Regions from separate parts of the Mus musculus genome. Here region 2 is linked to region 1. A link is a contact called in public Hi-C data. All regions are on one chromosome and are shown on one strand. The core of a region is the stretch at or near the end of the contact, and the rest is flanking DNA. Distances in the headings are between cores, read along the strand shown. Region 1 overlaps Gm36723 (a long non-coding RNA gene). Region 2 has its middle 22 kb from the start of Gm46343.

The links. A called contact is a pair of places that touch in the nucleus more often than the background predicts.
Region 2: a contact with region 1 is called in a Hi-C map of peritoneal macrophages, with 3 times the contacts expected there. The contact joins two enhancer-like sites. A contact is called at or near these places in 1 of 15 datasets of contacts at CTCF or cohesin (CD8 T cells), 3 of 484 Hi-C or Micro-C datasets (bone marrow-derived macrophages, liver and peritoneal macrophages) and 2 of 115 datasets of contacts at active chromatin or transcription factors (CD8 T cells and microglia).

What each region holds. Positions count from the first base shown.
Region 1 is chr12:25,384,275-25,391,426 of GRCm38.p6, forward strand. Gm36723 (a long non-coding RNA gene) reads left to right here. Exons shown (of 12, transcript XR_001780577.2): 3 at 938-3,989; 4 at 4,667-4,842. Among named protein-coding and RNA genes, the nearest start is that of Gm36723, 32 kb to the left of the region's middle. Within about 2 kb of position 5,062, at least 72 of the 459 cell types and tissues checked have an H3K27ac peak or open chromatin away from gene starts, as enhancers often do. A contact at or near this core is called in bone marrow-derived macrophages and peritoneal macrophages, where this site is marked.
Region 2 is chr12:25,278,243-25,285,822 of GRCm38.p6, forward strand. It overlaps the pseudogene Gm19340. Among named protein-coding and RNA genes, the nearest start is that of Gm46343, 22 kb to the right of the region's middle. Within about 2 kb of position 5,734, at least 22 of the 459 cell types and tissues checked have an H3K27ac peak or open chromatin away from gene starts, as enhancers often do. A contact at or near this core is called in bone marrow-derived macrophages and peritoneal macrophages, where this site is marked.

The DNA of each region.
Region 1 (7,152 bases), core at 3,812-6,311:
GGCAGAGGCAGAGAGGGAAAGCAACCTCTAAGGAAGGCCTTCATTACCATCCCACATTCCTCTTTGTCGTTCCCACTGTGGCAATGTCCTCTCAAGGCTTCTGCCTCTGGATGCCATTTCATTTTCTAGAATGCTTTAGTACCAATAGTCTTTTGGAACAAAGTAGGCCTAAGTACAAGTTCCCAGTGTAGTCCTTAGACATTTGAAAGAGAAATTAGCATGTGTATAGTCTCCTGCACAGACTTCAGATCCCTCTTAGGGAAACCTGAAGACTTGTCCATTGCTTCATTCCCTGTGTGAGGAGTCTCTTCTGAAGTCTGGCATGAGGCTAAGTGAGGCTCTTACACTTGGTCCATACTCAGCATTGTAGGGAAAGAAACCCAGGAGGCAAAGTCAAAAGAAGACTCAGAGGTAAAGCAACCCAAGACTGGCACAGCTGGAGCTCACTGACCCGTTTTTCAGCTAATGTTCTTGTTACTACAGTGTCCAGGAACCTCTGAGCAGCAGCTGTTAGTGGAATTTAACAGTTGTGATTGTCCACACACGTGTATCATCTATGTGGGGCTATTCCAGTAGGACCTGAAGAGCCTGGCAGAGCAAGCGCACAGGGGTCTGATGGAGAAGGCTCCACGTTAACCTGACACTTGGTGTTCATGGCTTCATGACTACCCTGATAGGGATACATAGGCACCCATAGTACAGACAGCTGACAACACCATAATGTGGCTGAGAAGGTAATATTTATACAACCACAGTCTGAGAGATAGGTGACCAGCTTATGGATAATTCTTGATCAATATATAACTTTAAAAATTGTATGCCTCAGAAAGTTTTTAGTGTCCCCCTCTTTCTATTCCATTTTCTTAGAGTGGACCATGTTTAAATTTTGAGTAGGTGTGCTTACTGACTCACTTCCATCTTGTAATTTTTCTTTTAGGATGCCCAAATAGCATTCAACACAGAGAAGTTTGCCCTATGGACTCTTCTGGAGTTAGATTACACATAAGTGTAAATTGAAAATCTACATTCTGACATGAGTCACTGAACACTCTGAGTCTGAGTTCATTTGCTTGTGACTTCAGTAAATGGGACTGAACAGGGAGCTAGCCGACTGTGACCTGGTACCTTGGTGGCTTCTGATACAGGCTGATGAAACTGGAGTTTGCCTGGCAGTCCTTTATAGTCATATAAAAATTGAATTTAGTCTAGACCCAGCTTCCTTCCTGTTCAGAAATATACATAGAACACCAGGAAGAACATTGAACTCATTATCCACTGGCTTGGACAGTCTCATGGTACCTGAACCTTTGGAACCTGGCTCTGTGTTCCCACCTGGCCTCCCCAGCAGAACGAGGAGCTGATCATAGCCAGAAATCTTCTTGATCATCATCTCTATTTCTGAGGCTGAGATGGAACTGTGGCCCGGTCTTCACAAGCTTAGGATCAGGTTTATTCCCACATGGAGGTTTTCCATTTCCACTGCACCCCCAGTTGCTGATCTCTTCTTTTTGTTTCTCTTCCAAAGACCCCATCTTTAGAGTGTTCTAGAGCTGAAAAGGGTTGAGCCCATCTTCTCTCTAAGCCAGGCTCCAGGGCATGGCTGAGTCCTCTTTCACATGCTGGGCACACACTCATCTATGCTTATGAACTTTTTGGATAATTTCTGAAAACATGAGTGGTCAGTGAAAATTTCTCAGGACTTCAAAACTGGCCCAAACCTGAGATGTTTCTTCACTGAGACTCATTTCGTGGATGAAGAAACTAAAGTGAGGAGAGGTGACATCATTTCCCCCAATTCAAGCAAATGAAACAGCAAAAGACATGGGCAGCTTGTGGCATTGCACCTCACTACTAAGGCTGTAGTCTACCACCTCTGGATAGCTCCATGCAAAATGGAGGACGCCCTTTTCTTAACAGGGCTTCCTCTTCTCTGCCTGATTTGGGAAGCCCAACTCCACTCTTCTGAGGAATGTCACGTAATCCTTGATGAAATTACAGGTTCAACCTCCTGGAACACCTCTCCATGCAAATGAAGTATCCCTAGAACCTTAAACCTCAACCAATGAAACTTTTACCCTAAGAAAAACCCATCCCCACTCTCCAGGACACACACACACACACATACACACACACACACACATAGCCCTTGATTCATCACAATGAAGTATATGTGCACAAGCTGTTTTGATGACAATTGCCTAAGAGAGCCATTTTTTAAGAGCGTGAATATCTAAAATCTGTAACAATGAAATCTTCAGAGACTACCCCCCCTTCCCCATTCACTGCCAAACTGGAATCCTGCTGACCTGCCCATTCTAGACTTTGCTTCATTCTTTCTGTCCTGTGTGCACCAGGGTCTGGACACCTCGAGGGAAGATGTGGATTGTGGAACTTGGCCTTACTCTATCCTTCCCCACTTGGTGTGTAGCAGGTCCTGGACATTCTAAGGGAAGAATTAAAAAAAAAAAAAAGGAACCACATGTGGCAAAGATTTGAATTTTCATACTGCCCGTGAACAGAGACACCCTCCATTGTTCCTCATCTCACTGCAGATGGAGTTCTGGGGGATGTGTCTATACAGTGGGAATGGTGTGAAGATGGCTTTAACTGGATGTTGTTCATTTGGCCTTTCTGAGTCATTTTCTCTGAAGTTTATTCTCATTTTCTATGATAGGACCATCCAGAAAATGTCCTTCACTCTATTAAATCCTGGCTCATGGGAATGCCCAGTGTAGTTCCTCTCAGCCACGGAATCTCCACACTTGGGGCCTCTTATAGTGATATAAACCTAGTGCTGCTTATAGTCTAATGCTAATTTGGGATTCCCAAGACTGGTGCCCATAGATGAGAGAGTCCACACTTTGCATGGAATGAGTGACCCGACCCTTTCCCCCCACCCCAGTTAATTGTGATTGGTAAATAAAGATGCCAACAGCTAATAGCTGTGCAGCAGACACATAGGTGGGGTTGAAGTTTCAAGGGCTTGGAGAGAGGACCATGAGGATGGAAAAAGAAGAACACACAAGAGGGAGAAGGAGAGCTGCCATGGGCTAGGGGCCATGAGAACATGGCCTAAGAGGGCTACCCAATTGGAGTCAAGTACAGCCCAGATGGAACATAGTAAATAGTAAGCAATAACTTGGGATTATTGATAGGAAAGCAGATTTTTAACAACATCAAGGGTAGGCAGCTGCCCAACTATTGTACTGCCTAAGGCTATTTAAAAATATAAGGGAACATAAATGTGTAAGGTAGGAAAGATACCCCGGGCTGGCATTTTTAATAATAATTTACTACAGCCCCTTTGTATGAGTTGATTCTGGTTAATAGATCCCAAAACAAAGAACAGAGGCCCAAGGCAGAGAGGAAAGGCCTCCAGAACTTTGGTTTGGTGGCTTGGCTTCCTAGAACTCTTGAAGAAGATGAACGTTTTTCATGTATCAATGATGTTGACTGAGCCTCACTCTCAGCTGTGAAATATAAGCTCTGTTAAAAGTCAGACACAGCGTGAACTCACCAGGACTGCAGCTCAGCAGAGGAAAAGCAACTCTAGGCTGTCCTCTACCTGGAGGCTCATTAAGTGGCCTGGTTTGATCTGGAGATATAACAGTGCTATTCAGCCCCATCTCCCTCCTCCAAGTGACATTTAAAGTCGTCATAATGTGACTCTGTGGCAGGCCAGAGGCCAGAACCTTAGGTCCTGGCCTCCAGGCAGGGTATGTCCCTTGTGCTTTGTGGTTTAGGAATGTGGGACTGCCTGGTGACACTGAAGGAGGAGCGCTGGAGGGCAGACGCAGCTAAACACGAGCTTCATTATGTAGGAAATTGGAGCAACTGACTAAGCCACTGAAGCAAGCCTGGGGTGTGAGGATGACTTCTTTTTGCCTTCTCCCCAAAGCCATGAGGCAGGAAGGTCTTCTGTCAAGGACACTGCAGATGCAGACAGAGGTTCTGAGGGGTTGAAGAACCTCATCTAAATGACACGATTAGTAAGTAAACAAGTCAGGGCTCCAAAGTGAGGGTCTGTAAAGATTTTGATGTACAAAACCACTTGTCCTTGTGTCTGTCTGCCTGTCTTTGCTTTTCCCAAATGCATATCCTAACCTATCTGAGTTTGCTTGTCTCATGGAACATGAAATAAGATCTTTGCCCTTTAGTCATGCTCAGGTTTGCCACAGTGGATCTGTGTTCCTGGACTCTGAGCCTTGTGTATGTATATGTATATCTGTATGTGTATGGTATGTATGTTTGTGTGTGTGTGTGCTTATGTATGAGATATGTATGTGTGTGGTTATATGTGTGGTATTTAGTATATGTGTGTTTGTGTTTGTGTGTGTGTGTGTGTGTGTGTGTGTGTGCACACGCCTTCTAGGGCAGGTCTCTGTCTGACATGTTCATCCCTACATCAATATTTCTTTTCATCTGACCTCTTCTAGCCTGTTAGTAGGGCATGAAGTCCCTTGGGCTAGAGGCTTTTGATAGCAACCTATAAATTGCTTTTTAAATAGCCTGATGATTATTCTTTATAACAATTTGCATTTCATTTTAATTAAAATACGAGTCTCCTTTTTACTCTTCCCATCTTCTTGGTGCATAGTTCGTTCATTAGTTTGAGCTTTGTGGCGCAGAGTTCTGAGCCCTCACTGCCTTTCACCATCCTTTTCAGTCACAGGCTTGGAGAGGCACAGTGAGGTGGACATGCTCAGGTGGACATGGGGACACAAACAGCCTGGGCATGGCCAGGAGCTCCTGGCAAAGCTCCTGAAAAGGCCAGCTTCCTTTTGGATGTGACAACACGAGGTTATAATTCATATATTGCTTCAACCACAGTGACCTGATCAGGTAGGTGACTAATCCCCTGGGTCCTCCTGCCTTGCCAGGCCTGGCTCCTCACTGGAAGATCCAGTGGCTCGAGAGGAAGGAAACAGTACTTTCCTCACCGTGGGCCAGGGGAGAAAGGGGAACAGATGTGATCCTGGCTTCCTTGCAGAGCAGCCCCTGTGTATAATCTGCCTCTTGCATTTGCTGTGAGTCCTGACTCACAGGGGAGACTTCGGGCAGGGAGGAACAGAAACCTGAGGTCTGGACTCAACAGGACCCTCCCTGCCAACCTCGACAAGGCCTGTGTGTCTTCTTAGTTTCCTGTCACTTGCCACAGAAGCAGGGTTCCAGTTGGTTTCTGGATAGGTCAGATGTAGCAACCTTTGGGTGGGTCCCTTGGGTGCTGGCTCACTGGGACTCTGCTGAGCCACTTGGGGCGGTTCAAGCACAGAGGGTTCTCTACTTTAAAAGAGTCAGGTTTTCCTCGAGGATTTTGCCTCTGCCTGATGTTGACAGCTGGCCTCAGAGGTCAAGCTGACCGTGTAAATGACCATAATGGATGACTTACCCAATGATTTTATTTAGTTGTTCAGTACTCATTGGATACTCCCGGGCTAGGCACTGTGTGTAGGACTACGTGAGAATCCAGCATAGCCCTTGAGACATGGGCAGGGTAGTGGCAGAGGGTATGGATATGGAACAAAACAGAGATGTCAGGAACCCAGAGAGGGTATGCCTTCTGGGGAAACTGAAGCTAGGAGATTTTCTGTCTCACTTGACCCCTCTGAAATTCTTGCTTTCAGGCTCTTGAACTGTGCAGTCTCTGTAGAGAGGGTGGAAGAAAAAGCCCTCTTTTGTAGTGAGTACTAGAGTAGTTTCCCCAACTCTCTTTTCAGAGTTCAAATCCCTGGCTCCTGCTTGTATTTTGTCTGTCACCTTCTGCAGAAGTTCTTGCATGGCCTTGGCTCTCCTGGCTTAGGGTCTGGCTGTAGCAGTTGTATAAAGCTCAGCCCTTCACCTGGATCGAGGCAACGATTTGAGAGCATTCACTCTAGAGAGCACTTGAAGACTGACAGATGTCCTCAATGGGTGTCACTCAACTTCTATCACACCCCGCTTTTCTTATTTCCTTAGAGATAAATCTCTCTGGTGGTCCTGAAGAGCCACATACATATTGTCACTTTCTGCACAGAGTCTGTATCTGGAGAAGAGACTATGAAAGTGGTTTTGATAACCCACTGAAAGTGGGAAATGGAGGGAAGAGCATGATGGGACACGATATAAACCCACTGCATAATGGGACAGAATATAAACCTGCTGCATGGTGGGAAAGGATGTAAACCTGCTGCATGATGGGACAGGATGTAAACCCACTGCATGATGGGACAGGATATAAATCTGCTGCATGATGGGACAGGATGTAAACTCACTGTATGACTAGCACAAGGGGAAATGGTAGCTGGCAGGTCTGTGGTTGTGGTGATCTGAATGTGAAGCGTTCCCCACAGGCTTCTGGGTTTTAACACTTCATCTCCAGCTGGTGGTGCCATGCAGGGAGATTATGGAACTTTTAGGTAAGGAGATAGAGACTCCCTGGAGGAAGGATTCCTGGGGGTGGGCCTTGAACTTTTATAGCCCCACTCTGCATCCTGTTCTCTTTCTGCTTCCTGGTTGTGAATGCAACATGACCAGTAGCCTGTCACTCCTGATGTCATGCTTCGCCTACCATAATGGACTAGAGGCCCAAATAAACTGTTCCTTCTCAAAGCCGCTTCTTGCAGAGTATCTTGTCCCAATGAAAGTAATTAAAACAATGCTATTGAAGGTCTCTGGGAAAAAAAAATGAGGGTCAGAGTCTTTTGAATTGATCTGTACCAAACAATAATTCTCTGGCCTTGTTTCAGGTTCACATAAATTCTCTTACTTTCTCCATTATTAACACAAGAACTTAGACTTAAGTAAACCAATAAAAAATGGGGTACAGAGCTAAACAGAGACTCAGGACTTCATGTTCAACATCCTTAGTCATCAGGGAAATGCAAATCAAAAATGATTCTGAGACTCTACCTTACACCAATCAGAATGGCTAAGATCAGTAATTCAAGCCACAGCACATGCTGACGAGGATGTGGAGAAAGGGGAATATTTCTCCATTGCTGGTGGGATTGCAAACTTGTACAACTACTCTGTAAATCAATCTGGCAGTTTCTCTGAAAATTGGTAATAGTTCTGCCTGAAGATCCAGCTATATGGCTCCTGGGTACAGACCCAAAAGATACTCCACCATACTACAAGGACACATGCTCTACTATGTTCATAGTAGCTTTATTC
Region 2 (7,580 bases), core at 4,484-6,983, 110 kb before region 1:
TGAATAGCTCATAATTTATTTAAGCAATTCAAACTATTCTATGTCTACCACTTGGTTAGTTACATTTTCTTCAGTCCCAGACCATCTAGGACAGAAGTTTCCTTAGCCTCTTCCTCAGGGTCTCTCTCAGCGTCTCCCTCTTATCTCTCTCGGCATCCCTCCCTGTGTTTTCTTTTACTCTCTCACTATTTCCCAGACTCCTTTCTCTTCCTGCCAGTGTCTTACCTTCTATTTCCTGCTTCAGCTCATTGGCCATTGGCTTTTGTATTGGTAGGTGCTGCTTATAAGAGATTGTCTGTGCATAGAAACTCTTGGTCTTTTTTATCTTTTCTAGTGGATGACCCACTCTGGTCCTTAGAATGACCTCTTTCCAGCTCTTCACCAACATCCAGGGGGTCTTGTTCTCTGCAGTGTGTATGTTTCCTCCTCTGTCTCTGGGTTCTGCTTGTCCCATTATTGGGAAGTGCTAACAGTTGCCCTCTGCAGCTGGATGAGGGTGTCCACTATGGCATCTATCCTAGCATTGGGGTCTTTGCTGGTATTGCCCTATATACAATGCCATTGAGATGGCAATTTCTACTTGTCTCTCAAAGGGCAGGGCTGGATACCTTAGAATTATGAAAAAGAGGCCTCTACTAAGACCTGTTCTAGTAGAGAGATCAGGATATGTGGGCATTCTGTTCTCCAACACTGCTGTGAAACCCACATATGTCTGTGGAGAGCTGGGGGTGTCTCTTGCTTGCCCTGCCAAGGGGAGGACTTGCCTGACATTTGGCAGATGTGGAGAGCTGAGGCTCAGAAGATCACTAGCCAGGTGATCTCCTGAGCTCCTGACCTCTCAGGAGCTAGGATCCTAAAACTCAAACGTACTGTTTGAAAAGACAGAAGTGGCTAAACCGTTAAATAGAGATAAAGACACAAGTCGAAGAGCCAACTAAGTTGATATAGCCTTCTTGTCTCATAGAAATTGTCATTTATTCAAGAGATTTTAGAAAGCATACAATCTTTATTTCTCACCAACAAGTTAATAAATAAGGCCACACTACCATCTAACCACTTAGTTATAAGACATCTTCATATTCTAACAGGACACCTGTCCATTCTATACCATTCTTCCCTTCTCCTCCCCTCCCGTCCCTCCCTCGCTCCTTCCCTCCCTCTCTTCTCTTGTTCTTGGTTTCCCTCCCTTCTTCTTCCCTCTATCTTTCCTTACCCCCCTGTTTCTCCCTTTCTCTCTCTCTCTCTCCTCTCTCTCTCTCTCTCTCTCTCTCTCTCTCTCTCTCTCTCTCTCTCTCTCCCCCTCTTTTGGTTTTTCGAGACAGGGTTTCTCTGTGTATCCTTGGCTGTCCTGAAACTCACTTTGTAGATCAGGCTGGCCTCGAATTCAGAAATCCGCCTGCCTCTGCCTCCAAAGTTCTGGGATTAAAGGCATGTGCCACCACACCCGGCCCTTTTCTCTTTCCAAACCCCTCTTCTCCTTTATTTTCTCCCTTCCTTCTTTCCTCACTTTCCCTTTTCCCCTTTCTCTCCCTTTCTTCCGTATTTATTGATTCCCCATGGCAGGCTTTAATTTAGGGAGCACAGAACAGGAAGGGGGCATTTTGTCTCTTCAGTGTGGGGTTGTCTGCCAGAAGCTGAGATTTCCATGTGTGCCCTGTCACATGCCTCTCTGTACCTCCAGGCTTCTTCGGGGGTCTCCCTGCACATGTGAAAGACCATCAGGCTTCAAGGTCTCTGGATGCTTGCTCTGAGATGTGTGTCTGTAGACAACTTTGTTGCTTTGAGAGCATCACAGTGTGTACTTTCATAAACTAAGACCCTATGGCAGCAGTTCTCAATCTGTGGGTCTCCATCTCCTTGGGGGCAGACTGATCTTTTCACAGGGGTAGCCTACAACCATCTGAAAACACAGACAACTACATTAGGATTCATAACTAGCAAAATTATAGCTAAGAAGTAGCTATGAAATTAAATTATGGTTGCAGTCACCACAACATGAACTGTATTAAAAGGTCACAGCATTAGGAAGGTTGAGAGCCATTGCCCAATGAGGTCACAGATAGTCTAATGTTCATTGAGATGTCCTTATGTTATGTAAGGCATTGCATATTTACATTAATTTTAAGAATACTAGTTAGTATTTTAGAGTGTGTTGTTGAACAAGTAGAGTGTAAATGAACCAAATGTGAATTTAGATTTGGATACATGTTCCTGTGTCTCAGTGATTTCCAGCATGTTGCCTGCCGAGGCATTGTGGGTATGAAATGTTACCAACTGCATATGTTTCTTTACATTAAAAAGACGCTTCATTATGGAAAACTCATACTTTTAGCTTTATCCTTTCTGCAGGAAATCACAGAGAAACAGGCAGAGGAGCTGTTTCTATGCAAAAGTCAATGCATATAGTAATTAATCTTTTGTTTGCCTGAAACTTTCACACTCACAATGTTTAATTTCCACATCCCCATTCCTGTTCCTTTGTCACGGAACAGTGGTGCTGCCACAGTTAATTAGGCAGCCTACATGCAAGTCTGGCTGCCCCCTTCTTTTAAAGTGCTCACTGGAAGCAGAATTCCTGTTTCCACTCATTCGGGCCTCACCATTGTGGTTCATCTCATCCTTTGCTTTCTGTTCAACCTTGGTGCTGTGCCTGGACACCACAGTGCAGGCCTGGGGTCCCTTTAGGCTTTGAAAGGTCAGGATTGATGTTTGTAAACAGTCCTTTAGGGACAGATTTTAAAAATGAAAATAACAGACAAGAGAAGTGTTGTCCAAAGGGCCTCCCTTGGGAGTAGATGTCTGGCCACATAGCTCAAAATGATCCAGCAATGTCTGAGGCAGCTTTTCTTTCCTGTGTTTCTTGAAGATTTGCTTTGGAGTACATTCCTTTAATTAAGTTTTCCCAACTCTAGAAAGCAGACAAGCTTGATTATCATCCTTGGCAAAGTAATGACCCGAGCCAGGACCAAGGCTCCTCCCCAGGGTGTTTGACCCATGACAAGATGGGAGCCTCACATCCCAGTGTTTGATGTGGGTTGTACATTTGGGGCTCTGTTGCAAACTCAAATTCATAAACAAAAACAAAACAAAACAAAACACCCCCCCAACCAAAAGAACAGCCAATTAACAGAGAGAATGAGTAAAAAGAGGTGTATGTAACCTAGCAACTGAGACCTGATGGGACTTTCATCCAGTAGGGCAACTTAATTAACTTCCCTATAAGGACTACAGCCTTTTCTTCCTGAGGAATCAGTCTGCTTCGGTGTCAGTGACTTCATCCCAATGGTGACAGAGGCTGGATGTTGTTGGTCATGAGAATAAACACTTAAAGATAAATTGTTAAGGGCTGCCATGGCAGAATACTTCCCTAACACACAGGAAGTCCTAGAGCATCAATGTTCCTGATGCTGTGACTCTTTAACACACTTCCTCATGCTGTGGTGACTTCCCTCAATCATAAAATTAGTTTCATTGCTACTTCATAAGTGTAGTTTTGCTACTGTTGTGAATCATAGTGTAAATATCAGCATTCTCTGATAGTCTTGGGTAACCTCCATGAAAAAGTCATTTGACTCAAATGGGGTCACAACCTACAGGTTGAGAACCACTGTCCTAGAGCCAACCACAAAACTGGGGATGGTAGTACATGATCATAATTGCAATAACTGGGAGGTGGAGGCAGGAGGATATAAAGTTCATGATCATCTTCCTCTATCTAATAAGTTTAAGGCTACATGAGGCCCTCCCTGTCTTTAAGAAGAGGGAGAAGGAGGAAGAGGAAGAGGAGAGGAGGAGGAAGAGGAGAGGAGGAGGAAGAGGAGGAGGAGAGGAGGAGAAAGAAGAGAAGAAGAAGAAGAAGAAGAAGAAGAAGAAGAAGAAGAAGAAGAAGAAGAAGAAGAAGAAGAAGAAGAAGAGAGGAAGACGATTGAAGTTTCTACTGCTGTCTTAATAAATTATCCACCTTGGTAGCTAAAATCCTCAATTGGTTGGTTACTTTGTCTTAGTTCTAAATATCTAAAGTCTGTGACAAGTGCCAGTTACCAGTCAGGATCAAGAGCTGCATGTTCTCAGGAGGCTCTTGGTGGGACTCCTTCCCAGACTCCTCCACCTTTGGGTAGCAGCTGTCATTCCTTGACTTGTGGTTGGATTGCTCCAGGCTCTTCCTCCATAGCCACATTATTTCTCTCGAGCCTCATCTGCCAAATCTCCCCTCCCACCTTCTGCCCTGCACCCTTCTTTCAAATGGTCACCTGAGAGAGCATTTAGGGCCTCTACTGATAACCCTGAATAAATGCCTGTGTCAGGCATTAGTCACACCTGACAAATCCCATAGAAGGTGACTGGAGACTGTTATGGTGAGTTTGCTGAAGAAGACTACTGGCCTGGTGGGATTGGCTGTGTGTGACTCTCCACATGAGAGGCTAACAATATTGTATGCACAGGTTCTTCATCTTCTGAAGCACTTCCCTAAACACGCAGTCTATAGAAAACACATGGAACAGATCACCAATGAGAAACTGGATATGGTTAAAGCAGAACCAGATGTTAAAAAATTAGAAGATGTGCTTCAGGGTGGTGAAATAGAAGAGGTGATTCTTCAGACTGAAAATGAGCTAAGTCTAGCAAGAAAAATGTTGCAGAGGAAGCCATGGAAGCCATTGGAGGAAGAGCCTCCTGCCAACCAGAAAAAATAGCCAAGATGATCACAATGTTTGGTGGTTGATGTGAATTAAATGTGTAATTAAATGTTCTGTGATGCTTAAAAAAAAGGTGACACCCATAGGGGCTAGGAATTAGATGTAGATGTGTTTTGTGGGGTGAAGAATTATTTTGCCTACTGAAAATGGCTCACACTGTTGGTGTTGACTGTCAATCAAGAGTGATGAAGAGCTTATGGTCATTATTACAATTAATGCTTTTATTCTGGTGGATATTGGGCACTAAAGCAGGGCTGTGGGCAGGGACCCTCTTTGTTGTATTTGCAGGAAGGGCAACACTGGCTGTATCTACTGTAGTATCTCTGTGCTCTGATGAACACCAGCTCTTACAGGTGGCATTTGGAAAGTTGTCTACCTTGTTTGCTGTGTGTGGATGGGTGGATGGATGGGCTTTGGTGCAGCTGTCTCTGGGTATTTCTCTTTTACCTGCTTTCCATATCTTTGGGCCATGGATTGATTATGTGTTGCTCTGTCTTCTTTAATGCTTCTGGGTCTTTGGGAATTTAGAATGCTCAAAGGTTAGCCCCATTTTGGGAGCCTTTTATCTTCATGTCAGCAGTTCCTTTAGGCTGTTTAAGGACTCATCCACCTGGGAGTTACATGCCTAGTCCTTTGCTTGCTGGGACACCTTCCATGGTGGTCCTTGAGGTTCTCCTACTTGACCCTCTCCTGACTTTTGTTTTCTTCCCATTTTCTTCTGTCTTACGGAGTCTAGAAGGTCTTTGTCTATCCGATGTGGTTGTGTTGCTGGCTTTTAAACCACACTGTGTTCCATAAGATCCAAAAGTGTACTTCCGTGGATAAATCACAAGCACTTGTTCCTTTCTTCCTCTTTACCTTCCTGAGGAACCAGGCCTGCTGGAAGACATGGCTGCCTCTACATCTAGCCACTTGAATCAGGAGAGCTTTATGAGGAATGCCATTGGAAGCCACTGTGGTTAAGCAGAAGTATGGGGAGAGGAAGTCTCCGGGCCATCATGTTGATCTTGACTGTGTATTTCACGAGAGTCCCAGTTTGACCTCTTCTCAGTCATCTGATTGCATCATCTGCTATCAAATGTCCACACCCGAGCCACTCAGGCCAAAAGAAACCCTTCAGTGTTTGGCATGTGACTTTCTGTTATCTCCACCTGGAAGGCCTAACTATCTACACTCTCATCCTTCTTTCACAGGCACTAGCCCTAGTTTCTTTGCTTTTGGAAAAAAAAACACACACACACAATCAGTATTTATCTTGAAACTACTATCATGCATGGTAGAAACTAGCAGAAGACCTAAAAGGCAATATGTGGCTTATAATTTCATAAAAGTAATAGGAAGCTTCTATGTGGAAGAAGGTTAAGGCTTCGGGAATGGAGGGAGAGATACCATTTGGGGATTGAAATAGTGACTTTGTGAAGCTAGTGCTCTTTCCAAATAATCCCCTCGGCAAATGCAATCTAAATCCAAGGTTTTTTTTTTTGGTTTTTTTTTTTTTTTGAATATGGAGTCCCTAAACCAACACTGAAGTGTTATTTACAAAGACAAAGGGGAGGAGAGCTAGCGAGATGATAGAGGAGGATGGGAAAGGCTCCACACCACAGCTTCAACCTTAAGTTCACAAAACAAGAATGCTTTTTGACAGAGTGGTGTAGTAAGGCTGGACAGGTGAATGAAACCCAGAGGACAGGGTTTCATAGGTAAATAGGAGGGACAGCAAAAGAAATGCTTAGGAGGCCAGCACAGAAGTTCTGACTTGCAGGGCATGGTGGCACATGCTTTTAATCCCATCAGTCGAGAGGCAGAGGCAAGTGAATTTGAAAAATGAATTAAAGGCTAGCCCATGTTGCAAAACAAGTAAATAAAAACAAAACAAAACCCAACCGACCAAACAAAAATTTCTGATCATTCACCAACATCTTCTTTTTGGAAAATACTATTACAATGAAACTCAGATCACACACAACAACTATCCGGGATTTCATGCTAGACCTAAACAGAACACTGTAGAACTTGACAAGAAAACATGAAGAGAGTTTTCTCACATAGGTAAATATCGAGCACAGTCAAGGTCATAGCCGAGAATAACCCCTTAGTGACTATTGAGGTTATAAAATGCTAATTTTAACCAGCATCAACCTTTTTTTTTTTTTTTTTTTTTTTAAGAAGTGCTTGCAGCTCCAGACAACCGGCCACCTTCCTGGTCAGAGCACAGGTGTCTGCCTGGCCCAAGAGGCTTCTGCCTCAGGTTCCGCGGGAGCCAGCTTGGTTCTGGGACTCCTCGGAGGGCAGTCTGCACAGGTGAGATTACTAGATGGCGAAAGGTAAACTTAAGAATCTTACTAACAGAAACCAGGACCACTCACCATCATCAGAACCCAGCACTCCCACTTCGCCCAGTCCAGGGCACCCCAACACGCCTGAAAAGCTAGACCTGGATTTAAAAGCATATCTCATGATGATGGTAGAGGACATCAAGAAGGACTTAAATAACTCACTTAAAGAAATACAGGAGAACACTGCTAAACAAGTAGAAGACATTAAAGAGGAAACACAAAAATCCCTTAAAGAATTGCAGGAAAACATAACCAAGCAGGTAGAAGACATTAAAGAGGAAACACAAAAATCCCTTAAAGAACTACAGGAAAACACAACCAATCAGGTGATGGAATTGAATAAAACCATCCAAGACCTAAAAAGGGAAGTAGACACAATAAAGAAAACCCAAAGTGAGGCAATGCTGGAGATAGAAACCCTAGGAAAGAAATCTGGAACCATAGATGTGAGCATCAGAAACAGAATACAAGAGATGGAAGAGAGAATCTCAGGTGCAGAAGATTCCATAGAGAACATCGGCACAACAATCAAAGAAAATGGAAAATG